Regions from separate parts of the Zea mays genome. Here region 1 is linked to region 2. The links are chromatin contacts, called in public Hi-C maps. All regions are on one chromosome and are shown on one strand. The core of a region is the stretch at or near the end of the contact, and the rest is flanking DNA. Distances in the headings are between cores, read along the strand shown. Region 1 holds the start of LOC100281041 (expansin-like 3). Region 2 holds the start of LOC103637609 (Protein EXORDIUM-like 5).

Region 1 (6,977 bases), core at 2,883-5,382, 250 kb after region 2:
GCTCGGGGGCTACTGTCGGGTACCATAATTAGGGGTACCCCCAACACTCCTAAACTCGGCTGGTAATCACCATCAGCATAAACTGCAGAGACTAATGGGCGCAATTCAGGTCAAGGCTTCGTCTGCTCAAGGGACACGGTCTCGCCTCGCCCGAGCCCAGCCTTGGGCGGGAACTGTAGTCCCAGGCGAATTCACGCCTCGCCCGAGGGCCTCCTCAAGCAACGGGCGCACCCTCGACTCGTCCGAAGTCTAGCTCGGGCAGGCTTCGTTGTGAAGCAACCTTGGCCAAATCACCTCACCAACCGACCGTATCGCAGGCGCATTCAATGCAAGGATCGCCTGGCGCCTTATCCTGACATGCGTGCCTCAGTCGGCAAGGTCGAAGTGACCGCAGTCACTTCGCCCTCCCACTGACTGACCTGACAGGAAAACAGCGCCGCTCGCCCCTCTCCGACTGTTGTGCCACCCGCCAGGGTGAGGCTGACATCAGCTGGGTCCAGCCTCAAGCGCCACAGGAAGCTCCGCCTCGCCCAACCTTGGGCCTCGGCCTCAGGAGGAAGTCTCCGCCTCGCCCGACCTTGGGCCTCGGCCTCAAGAGAAGTCTCCACCTCACCCGACCCTAGGGCTCGGCCTCGGAAGGTGGTCTCCGCCTTGCCCGACCCTAGGGCTCGGCCTCGACCTCGGAAGGTGGTCTCCGCCTCGCCCGACCCCAGAACCCGGCCTCAACCTCGACCTCGGGAGGAATCGCGTCCTCGCCCGACCCCGGCCTCGGCCTCAAGAGGAGTCTCCGCCTCGCCCGACCTTGGGCTCGGACCGACCACGCCGCAAGGGGTACATCATTACCCTACCCCTAGCTAGCTCAGGCTACGGGGGAACAAGACCGGCGTCCCATCCAGGCTCGCCCCGGTAACAAGTAATGATGGCTCCCCGCGTGCATCCATGAAGACGGTGGCTCCCTGCCCCTTATGGAAGCAAGGAGACGTCAGCAAGCTCCCAACAACCCCGACAGCTGTGCTTCTACAGGGCTCAAACGCTCCTCCGACGGCCACGACGCCGCGTACACAGGGCTCTAGCACCTCTCCGACAGCCACGTTGGCATGTACATAGGGCTCTGGCTCCTCTCTGCCGGACACGTTAGCATATTGCTACACCCCCATTGTACGTCTGGACCCTCTCCTTGCATCTATAAAAGGAAGGGCCAGGGCCCTCATACGGAGGGTGGTCGCGCGGGACTCCCTTGTAACCCCTACTGCAAGCGCACCCACTCTGGCGCAGGATAACACGAGCCGCGGTCCCCTCCCCCCTTTGTTCCATCTCGCGCCAACTCATCTAGGCTGGGGCACGCAGCGACAATTTTACTCGTCGGTCCAGAGACCCCCCCCCCCCCCCCCGGGGTCGAAACGCCGACACCTGCCAAGGTGGGTGTCGCCAAATGTTTCATCGACCCATTCTTGCACTCCCTCTGCGTCTCCTTGTTTGTGTACAAGTGATGTAAACAACGTGCTAGGAAGATGAGTGTCACTGTTAGGTGAGTCTTCGTCCAATGTTGAAGGTGCTGGAACTAAACTAGCACTTAAACTCTGGGAAAAAAATAGCATATAACAGTAAATCAGCTTGACATATAGCATATAACATCTTCACATATATCATATAACATTAAACATGACTAATATGGCTAAACTGGCCACTAAATATCTAAACTGGAACTCAATCTTGGCATAAAATCCGGTTTCCCGGCAAAAAAAAAAATTGACAGTTTACCCTACAAAATAACGGTTTACCGGTAAAAAAAACAGTTTACCGTCGGTTTTCGTTTTATAAATTTTTAAATTTATTTAAATTTTAAACTAACTTTGGAAAAACCGGTAGTTAACTAAAATCGTGCTCCACGCGGTTTTGATAAACGGACCGGTTAGATGGAAGAGGGTCGGCCGAACTGGATGTCAATACGAATCAGAGGTCGGTCAAATCGGACACTAGCGGGCGAACCGCGCGCAATTTGAGGGTTGGGCGTGTGAAGCTGACCACTCCGTACTCAACACCCCTCATCACATCGCAATAGAAGGTTTTTACCTGCCGCACCTCACTCACAGTGGCACAAGGTTTTTTACCTGCCTTCAACGCGAACGCACACAGCCACCCGGCGAGGGAGCGGAGAGGACGTGGCGACCACCACGGCTGCCAAGCCAACCCACAGGACACGGCCCCCCGCCTTCGTGAGGCTCTCTCGTACTGTACTGCCCACCCTTGCCGCGCTGCAGCTCATGCAGCGAGCCAACAGGAAAGCTCTGCAGCAGACGTGCCGCGCGCCGGGGGGCCGTAAACGGGCGGTGCCCAAGGGGCAGGCCAGCCGTCATGCTCATTCGCGCGCCGAAGGCACGGCACGGACCGGCCGCGAGAGGGTACGCGTCGCCGTCAGCCGCGTCGGCGCCGCACAGCAAAGTTGCGGCCGACGCATTTGCTAGAAAGAAAACGGCAGGCACGGCACGGCGCGGCGCCGCGAGCAGCAGTATCCGCGTTGGAACCTGGAAGCTCAACTGCCGCCTGCCGGGTCGCGGAGGTAACGGAGACGAAATAAAGTGTTGTCAATCATGCAGTGAAATGGCTTCAGTTCAGAGCGGGGCAGTTGGTTGCTGTGTGCTTGTTGGTGTCAAGTCAACGCATTCTTTCAAAGGGCCGACTGACTCGTGCAGGTCAACGACGTTTCAGGAACCGCCCGCGCCCGGTGTTCGGTGGTGGTTGCCTGCTGGTCCTGCAGCAGCTCGGCGATGCAAGCATAGTACTCTGATACATTAATGAGTAGTTGAGTACCATCCCGCTGTTGCGTTGTGCGAGTCCGAAACGGAGAGCGTGGGCACCAACTACTTCACCGCCAAACGGTTTGTATGGATATGGAAACGTGTCGATGTTCATGATGTTCAAAGTTTTTTTTTTAGAAGTCCGTATTGTAAGCGACGATTATTATTTTTTATTTAAAAAAAAGAACTCGACGAGCTCTAGCATTGTCGTGTCATCAGTTAGACAGATACAGGGTGCTACGGTCCGGGTTTGGCCACCTTGGAGATGAGATTTCGGAAGGGGGGCCCCAAACTATGATGACGGGGGTGGGCCAAGCATGATTGAGAGAACACGGATTACGCCATCCACAATCCTCTACTGTAGGGCCACTAGGCACCACGGCCTAACTCGTGCTATCTTCCACGGACGGATAGGTTTATTAGATGGAGGAGGCGATGGCCGATTATCCGTGAACTCCATCCATATACAAGCGTAAAGGATTTCGGGCACACCAAAAAAAAAAACTCGCAAGCACACAAACACGCGTGTCTTGTATGTAGCCTTCGGTCCGAAACTGAAAGGGGCGACGGAAGAAGGGAAGCGTGTGCGACGAGACGAGAGCTGTTGCAGGCTTGGCGCTGGCGCGCATGCCTTTCATTTCACGGCCTGCCCCTGATCGAGAGGAAGCGGATGACGGTGGTGCCCACACCCCCCGAGCCACGCGATAAGCGTTGACGCCCTGTCTCCTTGGTCGCACCCGTCTCGTACTAATCCTCGGCCACGTCGGCCACTCCCGTGCTTATCCCCACGAATCGAATCCCACTTATCTCTCCTGCCTTTTTTTTTCTGTTCTCTCTCTTTTTTCCCCTCAATTCCAGCGAGCGCCATCACTAGACTAGAATACGGCTGTCAAACATTTAATCATTTTCCATATTAAGATGCAGTGCTACTGCCGCTCCGGAATCGAGTGCGGAAAAAGGCAGAAGGACTGCATCGATAATGAACGGTCCGGCAACGGGATTAGTAGTAGCTATCAGCACCAGGCTGCTGGACTACGTACCATCAAACGCCCACGTGCCAGGCTGTGCTGGAAACGGTATGTGGCAGACGAAGAGTTCATCCGAATCCTCGCTGACGCGCCTCCAAGCCGCGGCACGCGTGTCCCGGAGGTCGGTGCCCCCCCCCCCCCCCCCCCCCCCCCCCCCCCCCCCCCCCCCCCCCCCCCCCCCCCCCCCCCCCCCCCCCCCCCCCCCCCCCTAAGCCTAAGGCCCAGAACCAACTAACCTCTCTTTTTTCGCTCGCTATATCCCCCGTCCCACGGCGCCGCGCTTCGCCGCCTCCCAAACGCGTCCAAAACATTCTGCGGCCTGTTGGAGGGCAGCACCAAGTATCACAGTCTAGCTACTGCCTGGCACCAGCAAGCTTCTGCCCTGCCCCGCCCCGCCGCCAGAATCCGAAACCAGTAAACCACAGCGGCAACAACCTCGCGGCGCCCGCGTGGAGGCAGGCGGCGCATAAAGCCAGCCGGCGCTGCTCCTGCTGTGCGCAACGGTCCCCTCCTCCTCCTCCTCCTCCGCTCTCCTCTCCCCAAAGTAATAACTAGTAAACAGAGCTGCGTCCAGGCTTCTTCGATCGGTCCATGGCTGTCGTCACGAGGGACGCGGCGTGCCTGCCCCTCGTCCTCCTGCTCCTAGTCTTCTCCGCGGCCCCGTCTCCGGCTGACGGCTGCGACCGCTGCGTGCGCCGGTCCAAGGCCACCTACTACCAGGCCTCCTCGCTCGCCCTCAACGGTACGCACCGCTGCCTTGTGCGTTTCAAACGATTTTCGTCTGTTTCTGTGGAATTTGATCCATCTTTCGGTTGCTGCTCAACTGCGCAGCCGGGTCGTGCGGGTACGGCTCCTTGGCCGCGTCCCTCAACGGCGGCCTGCTCGCCGCAGCCAGCCCCGAGCTGTACAGGGGCGGCGTCGGCTGCGGCGCCTGCTTCCAGGTAGGTAGCTAGCTTCTTCCCTTTCCCTCCCTTTAGGCCGGAGCGCGTGCCCAGCGGCGGTTTCTCTGTTCCCGTGGTTGGCCCGATTCGGATTGTGTGTAAGCAAGGGCTGGCATTGTTTGCAGGTGCGGTGCAGGGACAGCGAGCTGTGCAGCGCCGCCGGCGCCAAGGTGGTGGTGACGGACCAGGCGCGGACGTCGAACCGCACGGCGCTGGTGCTGAGCGCCGCGGCGTACGCGGCCATGGCCAGTGCCGGCAAGGCCGCGCGCCTCAGGGACCGGCGCGTCGTCGACGTCGAGTACAAGAGGTACTTGGGCGCAGCGACACAACACTCTGCTTCGGTCCCGCGGGCCGATGCTGCAGAGTTCTTTACTGGTGGGAGAAAGATCGAGAGATTGATTTTGTGTATAATACTGCGCTCAGGGTACCCTGCGAGTACGCGAAGGACCGCAACCTGTTGATACGCGTGGAGGAGAAGAGCCGGCCGCCAAGCAACCTGTCCATCAGGTTCCTGTACCAGGGCGGCCAGACCGACATCGTCGCCGTCGACGTCGCCACCGTAAGCTAGTTTCTTCCTAGTACACTAGCAAGTATAGTACCGAACAGAGACATTTCTCTGCTGTTTGTATTTCCCCCCGACGAGATCGGTTCTTAAGCGGGGGATGTCTGCACTCAGCAACAAGCAACGGTTCGAATTCACCGTCGCCTTCCATTCCATGACGTCGTTCGCGTGCGTGTGGTTGGTTTTTGGCAGGTGGGGTCGTCCAACTGGCGGTTCATGGCGCGGGACCACGGGCCGGCGTGGAGCACGGCGCAGGCGCCGCCGGGGCCGCTGCAGTTCCGGCTGGTGGTGACCGGTGGCTACGACGGCAAGTGGGTGTGGGCGGAGTCGGAGGTGCTGCCGCGCCGGTGGGAGGCCGGCCGCGTCTACGACGCCGGGGTGCAGGTCTCCGACGTCGCGCAGGAAGGGTGCTACCCCTGCGACACGCGCGAGTGGCAGTGACGTGACGCGCGCACGGGCTGGATTGTAGTAGATTGTACAGTTTTTTTTTTTGGTCGGGAATGGGACGAAAGATATGAAATGATGATGAGCGGAGCCGGAGAGCCGAATCAAACCAAATCAAACAAACGTGCCGTTGCAAGTTGGTTCGGCCGCGTTGCTCGACCCCATTTAGGGCTTGTTCGGTTATTTTCAATCCATATGGATCGGAGGGGAATGATACGGATCGGAGGGGATTTTGACTTATTAGGGATTGAAACCTCCTCAATCCTCCTCAATCCATATGGATTGGGATAGAACCGAACAAGCCCTTATTGGGTGTGTGCGCCGGAGTTGGAGCGCACGATGCGTGTGCTCTGTGCTGTGTGCAATGCATGATGAGTGGCTCTTGTCGTCAACTCCCTCAGGAACCACTCGTTCAGAACCGAACAGGCGGACGCCGTCGTCGTGACGAGGAGGTGAGGTCAGAGACAGGCCTCACGCAGCCAAAACGGAAAGAAATGTTTGGCAGATCAAAAGAAAACGGCGCCCTAACATCTCCAAAAGCGCTTTGTGTAGTGCTGCCGTCGATTCCTCTATCGGTGGCGCTGGAACACAGAGAGTAACCGGCAGTTGCCGACCATTAGGTGGGGGCCGTTCAGTCAGTGATTCCCACAGCACAGTCCCATTATCACCAAGAGAATCCTTGATTTCGACATGGGCCTTGATGCTCCCGGGCCACAATTTTGCTTTCGTTTCGTCTGGACCGTATGATCAGAGAAACCGTTCTGGTAGGCCTGGTGTAACAAAAGCTTAAGGCTCGTCTTGGACTTGGACTTGCACTTCGTTCCATGATGATCAGGTCTATGCCCGCAACAGGGCCGGGTCGACCCGTTCGTGAATCCGATCCGCTCCTAGATTGGGCCCACGGTTCGGAGCGGGCCAACCCAACCACGCCCGCGGCCGCTCGCCTGCTGCCTCGCCCTCGTTCGCCTCCCTGCCGCCTCGCTCCTGGATCATGGCAAATGGCATACGAACTCACAAAGAGATCTTGGCATCCGTTCGCCTCCTCGCTGCTTCACTCACGGCCTCCGCGCTCGTTGTGTTTCGACGTAGGACGATTTTGACTTTTCCTTGGCTAGCTCGCTCGCCTCCGTTATGTTTCGGCGTCGGTGCCGGTCAGCAAGGGTAGAGCTGAATCGAGCTGGAAGGGGAAGTCTTTTTCTTGCGG
Region 2 (7,156 bases), core at 611-3,110:
AAAACTTTGAACTTCGTACCTTCTACGAAACACGTGGGGGTGGATGCACTGGGTTAGGACCGAAGTAGTGATGGTGGATGAGGTTTTCTCCAGCAAAATGATCCATGTGAATGATGCGGCGAGGTATACCCAAACATCTTCGGAGAAGGCGTCTAGCCTTAATGTTAAGGGTAAGAAGACTGACAAGCATAAGTGTGTTGTCGTCAATATCACTGGAATCAGAATCATCGTCCCTATGGAAATGAGACATACCGAACAATGGCTAACTAGCTCGAGTTGTGTGGGATGTGGGCACATTTGGGAAGAGGAAGTATGCATATATATATAGGGGAGGTGAATGTGGCTTCTGGGTGAAGCTCGTGTCTTTCAGTGCAAGCCAACTGTGGCTTCCTGCGTACGAATGTTCGGTGTCTGTTTCCAACGTAAGCTAGGTTCAATTTTGACGTCGCAATGTTTCAGAATAATTTTGACGATGCAGAATTGTGATGTTTTGTATGGAATTCCTAATTAAATTTTAACTAAATTGTTTTGTTTGTATGTTCTGCATAAATTGTAAACAAAAAATAAATTTATTTACAAAAAATAATTTACAACATGACAACATGTCGGACGTGTGAAAAGGATAAAAGAAAATAGAAAATAAAGTTGGTTATATTAGTTATGTTGGAAATATATATTTAATGTGTAGAGGGGTATATAGGGAAATTTATAGGAGGAACAATTGCGGAATGAGTGAATATAGGGGAGCAAATCTTGCTGACGTGGCTCGCGCCGCAAGATACATTGGTCAAAGTTTCATAATTACCTTATCCCACACAAATTGTTTACCTATAACGATTCACTACCCTTATGAAAAATCAATTACATCGGAGCGTTTCCGGGGGTGAATACACTTTGAATTTGATAAATGTATTGCTTGTGAAGTATGTGTTCGCGTATGTCCGATAGATCTACCCCTTGTGAATTGGAGATTTGAAAAGGATATTAAAAGAAAACAATTGCTTAACATTTAGGGGGGAATTTAGGTGACACAGTTGCGGACGGTCTAACGGCTCCGCTTGTATAGGAATCTGGCCAACGGCCAGACCGAGTATTCAGCAACACTTGCGGCTCATTTCGCGCTACGGCTCCATAGAAATAGGATCCAATCTGTTATTGTAATTTATATATGTACTGATGCTCATCAATTCAGCAAACACTCTTCTCCTGCATAGACTCTATGCATGCGATGTGGCCCCTCTGCGCGACACGAAGGAATCATTGCAGACGCGCAGTGAGTGCAGTGTAGCCTACTAACACTGTCGTACTCAGCAATGAACACAGCCAACCACCATTCCATGGGGTGCCCTACCGGGCGCTGTCCCACACCTCTGGTCTCTGGATCAGACTCAAGGGCACGCCGCGTCGCCGTCACGCCCCTTCTTTCTTTTCGTCGCTCTCCATACAGTGAGTGGCAAAAAAAAACCTGTAGGCTAGGCATGTGTACAGTGCGCCGTCCAGCTGGACCCGGTTCACAAAACAAGGCGCATTCTTCAGTTGCCCAGTGAACCTTCCGGCGGCCGGCCATCGCCGTTTGGTAATTGCCGAATTGGAATTGGGACGGAACATCCGGTCGGGCTAGCACCGTGTATCACACCCAGCCAACCAGCCGAAAAATGTTTGAACTTTTCGAATTTTGGCTCCGGGTTTTTTCAAATCGGCGGCCCCATGCGGCCATGCCTCAGCCAACGCCTCGTTCAGCAACAGCACCGTTGCACTGCATGCATCATGCATGCAGCTGGCTCCAGCTCCCAGCCTCCCACACGCAGGCCGCATCCCATTGGTGCCAGTTGGAAGCCAACAACCCTGCCACTGCCATGCCATGCTGCCTCACTCGCCCACCACCCTTTAATACCCCACCGCTCCTTGCTCTCACTTCACTCACGGTCGGAATGAGCGTTCACCGTCACAATCACTGAATCACACAAGCACGACCACGCACACGCGGTAAACACGCGCGCGCTCAAACAGTTCGAAATGGCGCTCGCCGCCGCCATCATCGTCGTCTTCCTGCTTCCTGGCCTTCTCCTCACGGCGATGGCGGCCACGCCGTACCCTCACGGCCGCGGCGCCGACGCTCTCGTGGGCGCGTCCAAGAAGTACGAGGGCAGCTCCAACCTGGTGGACCTCCGCTACCACATGGGCCCCGTCCTCTCCGCCGCGCCGCTCCGCCTCTACGTGCTCTGGTACGGCCGATGGGACCCCGCGCACCAGGTCCCCGTCCGCGACTTCCTCCTCTCCCTCTCCGACACGTCCCTGCCGCGCCCCTCCGTCGCCGACTGGTGGGCCACCGCCGCGCTCTACGCCGACCAGACCCTCGCCAACGTCACCTGCCGCGTCGACCTGGCCGGGGAAGCCGCCGACGAGTCGGCCTCGCTGGGCCGCTCGCTCTCCCGGCTCGACATCCAGCGCGTGCTCGCCTCTGCGGTCGCCGCGGGCCGGCTCCCTGCCGACACCCGCGGCGGCGCCTACCTTGTTCTCACGGCGCCCGGCGTCGGCGTCCAGGACTTCTGCCGCGCCGTATGCGGCTTCCACTACTTCACCTTCCCGTCGCTCGTGGGCCACACGCTGCCCTACGCGTGGGTCGGGCACAGCGGCGGCCGCTGCGCCGACGTCTGCGCGTACCCGTTCGCGCTGTCGTCGTACATGGCCCGGAGCGGCATGGCGGCGCTGCGGCCGCCCAACGGCGACGCGGGCGTCGACGGCATGGTCAGCGTCATCGCGCACGAGCTGGCCGAGCTCGCCACGAACCCGCTCGTCAACGCGTGGTACGCCGGGGAGGACCCCACGGCGCCCACCGAGATCGCCGACCTGTGCGAGGGGGTGTACGGTACGGGCGGCGGCGGCGGGTACGCCGGGAAGGTGTCGGTGGACGCGCAGGGGAGGAGCTGGAATGTGAATGGGAGGAAGGGGAGGAAATTCTTGGTGCAGTGGCTGTGGAGCCCAGAGGCTAAGGCGTGCGTGGGGCCCAATGCCAGTGACTAGGCTTATTGGCCACTGCTAGCATGTAACTACCATGTAGTAGTAGTTTATTATTCTCAGCTTTACTTTATATTATATTATATATAAAAAACTATTATATGATAATTAGTTGTTTTAGAATCTACAGAGCTAATAGTTAACTGCTAAATCAGTTATAGAAAGTTAATGGTTAACTACTAAATTAGTTGAAGAGGTTTCAAACAATTTCAACTAATATCTAACTAATTGTTAGCTAGCTCAAACTAGTAAATAATTTATTAGCTAATTGATTATTAGCTCCAGAGATTTTAAACAAGACCTTAGTATTACTTGGGAGTGGACAGCCGTAGGCAAATACCGTTCAAGATACGCTTGCATATGAAACTATATCTAATAATACATCACATACGACAAAATCACGGTTTTTCTTTTAACTACTACTTCTAAACTTATATAAAGTATAATCATCCTGATATGATATACTAGAATACGTAAAGTACCAAAAAGAGAAAAATACTATAGAGAATGGAGAAAACAAGATAGTTACTAGAGAGATTGGAGGCAAACTATATCTAATAATACATCATATAAGACAAAGGTATAGTTTTTCTTTCAACTACTACTTCTAAACTTATATAAAGTATAATCATTCTGATATGATATTCAAACTGTTCGTTTTGGATTAAAGCCAGTTGTTCAGACTGTTTCAGCTGTAATCCATAAAGATAAAATATTGTAAAAGTAATAGAAGCCGGTACGAATTAAAGCCAAGCGAACAGACGAATGATGTGTTCGGATCCCCGAGTCCTTAAGGGCCACGAGTCAATGAACAGACAGTTTGTTCGTTACATGTCAATTAAGAATCTACTGCACCCACATGTGACCCCGCATCGAGCCAAGTGAACAAGCGAGATGGAGACAGGCAGAAGGGGTCAGCCAAATCGGTGGAAACACAGTCAAGTAGATTTTGTGTATCCATTAGACTCACCGCACCGTGAGCTTTGTGTTCGCCTCATTAACTATGCCAGTCGGCGAGATGCCACATGTATCGGTCTTTCCTCCACTCACGACCTGTGAATTCTAGGCGTGAGTCCCTAGAAGCCCTATGACCATGTACATAGATAAGGGAGAAACCAGCGAGTCCCTAGAAGACCTATGACCCTGTACACATATAAGGGAGAAACCACCAGACATGCTGCGAAGGCAGAATGTCGGTGTAGGGGGAGATACAGACAAAACCAGTAATGATGCCGCTCGGACTTTCATCCTTAGTACAAATTGTATCCTTCCCCAGTAATCTCATAGATATGTGAAAGTCGCCTAGAGGGGGGTGAATAGGGCGAAACTGAAATTCTCAAAAATAGTCACAACTACAAGCCGGGTTAGCGTTAGAAATATAATCGACTCCGCGAGAGAGGGCGCAAAACAAATCGCAAGCAAATAAAGAGTGTGACACGCGGATTTGTTTTACCGAGGTTCGGTTCTCGCAAACCTACTCCCCGTTGAGGTGGTCACAAAGACCGGGTCTCTTTCAACCATTTCCCTCTCTCAAACGGTCCCTCGGACCGAGTGAGCTTTCTCTTCTCAAATGCTTGGAACACAAAGTTCCCACAAGGACCACCACAAGATTGGTGTCTCTTGCCTCAATTACAAATGAGTTTGATCGCAATAAAGAATCAAGAAAGAAGAAAGCAATCCAAGCGCAAGAGCTCGAAAGAACACAAGCAAATCTCTCTCTCTAAGCACTAGGGCGTTGTGTGGAATTTGGGAGAAGATTTGATCTCTTGAGTGTGTCTAGAATTGAATGCCTAGCTCTTGTAAGTGGTTGAAAGTGTGAAAACTTGGATGCAATGAATGGTGGGTGGTTGGGGGTATTTATAGCCCCAACCACCAAACTAGCCGTTTGGTGGGGCTGACTGTCGTATGGTGCACCGGACAGTCCGGTGCACACCGGACATGTCCGGTGCGCCAGCCACGTCACCAAAGCCGTTGGGTTCCGACCGTTGGAGCTCTGTCTTCTGGGCCCGCCTGGATGTCCGGTGGCGCACCGGACATGCACTGTAGAGTGTCCGGTGCGCCAGCATGGGCGTGCCTGACTTCTGCGCACTCTGGCGCGCATTAATTGCTGTTGCAGGTGACCGTTGGTGCGAAGTAGCCGTTGCCCCGCAGTTACACCGGACAGTCCGGTGTACACCGGACATGTCCGGTGAATTATAGCGGAGCAGCCGTTGCGATTTCCCGAAGCCGGCGAGTTCCTGAGACGCCCTTCCTTGGAGCACCGGACACTGTCCGGTGTACACCGGACAGTCCGGTGAATTATAGCGGAGACGCCTCTGGATTTTCCCGAAGGTGACGGGTTTGAGTTGGAGTCCTCTGGTGCACCGGACACTGTCCGGTGCACACCGGACAGTCCGGTGCGCCAGACCAGAGGTGCCTTTGGTTGACCTTTTGCTCTTTTGTTGAACCCAATACTTGGTCTTTTTATTGGCTAAGTGTGAACCTTTGGCACCTGTATAACTTATACACTAGAGCAAACTAGTTAGTCCAATTTATTTGTGTTGGGCAATTCAACCACCAAAATCATTTAGGAAATAGGTGTAAGCCTAATTCCCTTTCAATCTCCCCCTTTTGGTGATTGATGCCAACACAAACCAAAGCAAGTATAGAAGTGCATAATTGAACTAGTTTGCATAATGTAAGTGCAAAGGTTGCTTGGAATTGAGCCAATATAAATACTTATAAGATATGCATGGATTGTTTCTTCATTTTTAACATTTTGGACCACGCTTGCACCACATGTTTTGTTTTTGCAAATTCTTTTGTAAATCTTTTCAAAGTTCTTTTTGCAAATAGTCAAAGGCAAATAAATAAGATTTTGCGAAGCATTTTCAAGATTTGAAATTTTCTCCCCCTGTTTCAAATGTCTTTCCTTTGACTACACAAAACTCCCCCTAGATAAGATTCTCCTCTTAGTGTTCAAGAGGGTTTTGATGTATCAATTTTGAAATACTACTTTCTCCCCCTTTTGAACACAATAAGATACCAATTTGAAATTTATCAATTGAGGATCATACTAATTGAAAAACTCTTTTTAAAATTGGGTGGTGGTGCGGTCCTTTTGCTTTGGGCTAATACTTTCTCCCCCTTTGGCATGAATCGCCAAAAACGGAGTCATTAGAGCCCTTGAATTACTCTCTCCCCCTTTGGTTATAAATAAATGAGTGAAGATTATACCAAAGATGGAGTCCTTTTGCTTGGTGCTCATGTTTTCTCCCCCAAAAGTGGAGAGTTGCTCGGAGTGATGGCGAAGAGTGAGTTATGGAGTGGAAGCCTTTGTCTTCGCCGAAGACTCCAATTCCCTTTCAATACACCTATGACTTGTTTTGAAATAGACTTGAAAACACATTAGTCATAGCATGTGAAAGAGACATGATCAAAGGTATATAAATGAGCTATGTGTGCAAATCAACAAAAGAAGTTCCTAGAATCAAGAATATTTAGCTCATGCCTAAGTTTGTTAAAAGTTTGTTCATCTAGTGGCTTGGTAAAGATATCCGTTAATTGATCTTTAGTATTAATGTAAGAAATCTCGATTTCTCCCTTTTGTTGGTGATCCCTTAAAAAGTGATACCGAATGGCTATGTGTTTAGTGCGACTATGCTCAACGGGATTATCCGCCATGCGGATTGCACTCTCATTATCACATAGGAGAGGAACTTTGGTTAATTTGTAACCATAGTCCCTAAGGGTTTGCCTCATCCAAAGTAGTTGCGCGCAACAATGGCCTGCGGCAATGTACTCGGCTTCGGCGGTAGAAAGAGCGACGGAATTTTGCTTCTTTGAAGCCCAAGACACCAAGGATCTTCCCAAGAACTGGCAAGTCCCCGATGTGCTCTTTCTATTGATTTTACACCCCGCCCAATCGGCATCCGAATAACCAATCAAATCAAATGTGGATCCCCTAGGATACCAAAGCCCAAACTTAAGAGTATAAACTAAATATCTCAAGATTCATTTTACGGCCGTAAGGTGAGCTTCCTTAGGGTCGGCTTGGAATCTTGCACATATGCATACGGAAAGCATAATATCTGGTCGAGATGCACATAAATATAGCAAATAGCCTATCATCGACCGGTATACCTTTTGATCGACGGAT

The links. A called contact is a pair of places that touch in the nucleus more often than the background predicts.
Region 1: a contact with region 2 is called in a Hi-C map of leaf, with 4 times the contacts expected there. The contact joins the promoter of LOC100281041 here to the promoter of LOC103637609 in region 2. A contact is called at or near these places in 3 of 25 Hi-C or Micro-C datasets (ear, leaf and root tip).

Annotation. Positions count from the first base shown.
Region 1 is chr1:85,908,271-85,915,247 of Zm-B73-REFERENCE-NAM-5.0, forward strand. LOC100281041 (expansin-like 3) reads left to right here and starts at 4,133. Exons shown (of 5, transcript NM_001153960.2): 1 at 4,133-4,568; 2 at 4,658-4,767; 3 at 4,893-5,074; 4 at 5,191-5,326; 5 at 5,522-5,889. The coding sequence starts at 4,418. The coding sequence ends at 5,770.
Region 2 is chr1:85,656,591-85,663,746 of Zm-B73-REFERENCE-NAM-5.0, forward strand. It overlaps LOC103637609 (Protein EXORDIUM-like 5), which reads left to right and starts at 1,861. Exons shown (of 1, transcript XM_008659833.4): 1 at 1,861-3,126. The coding sequence starts at 2,017. The coding sequence ends at 3,024.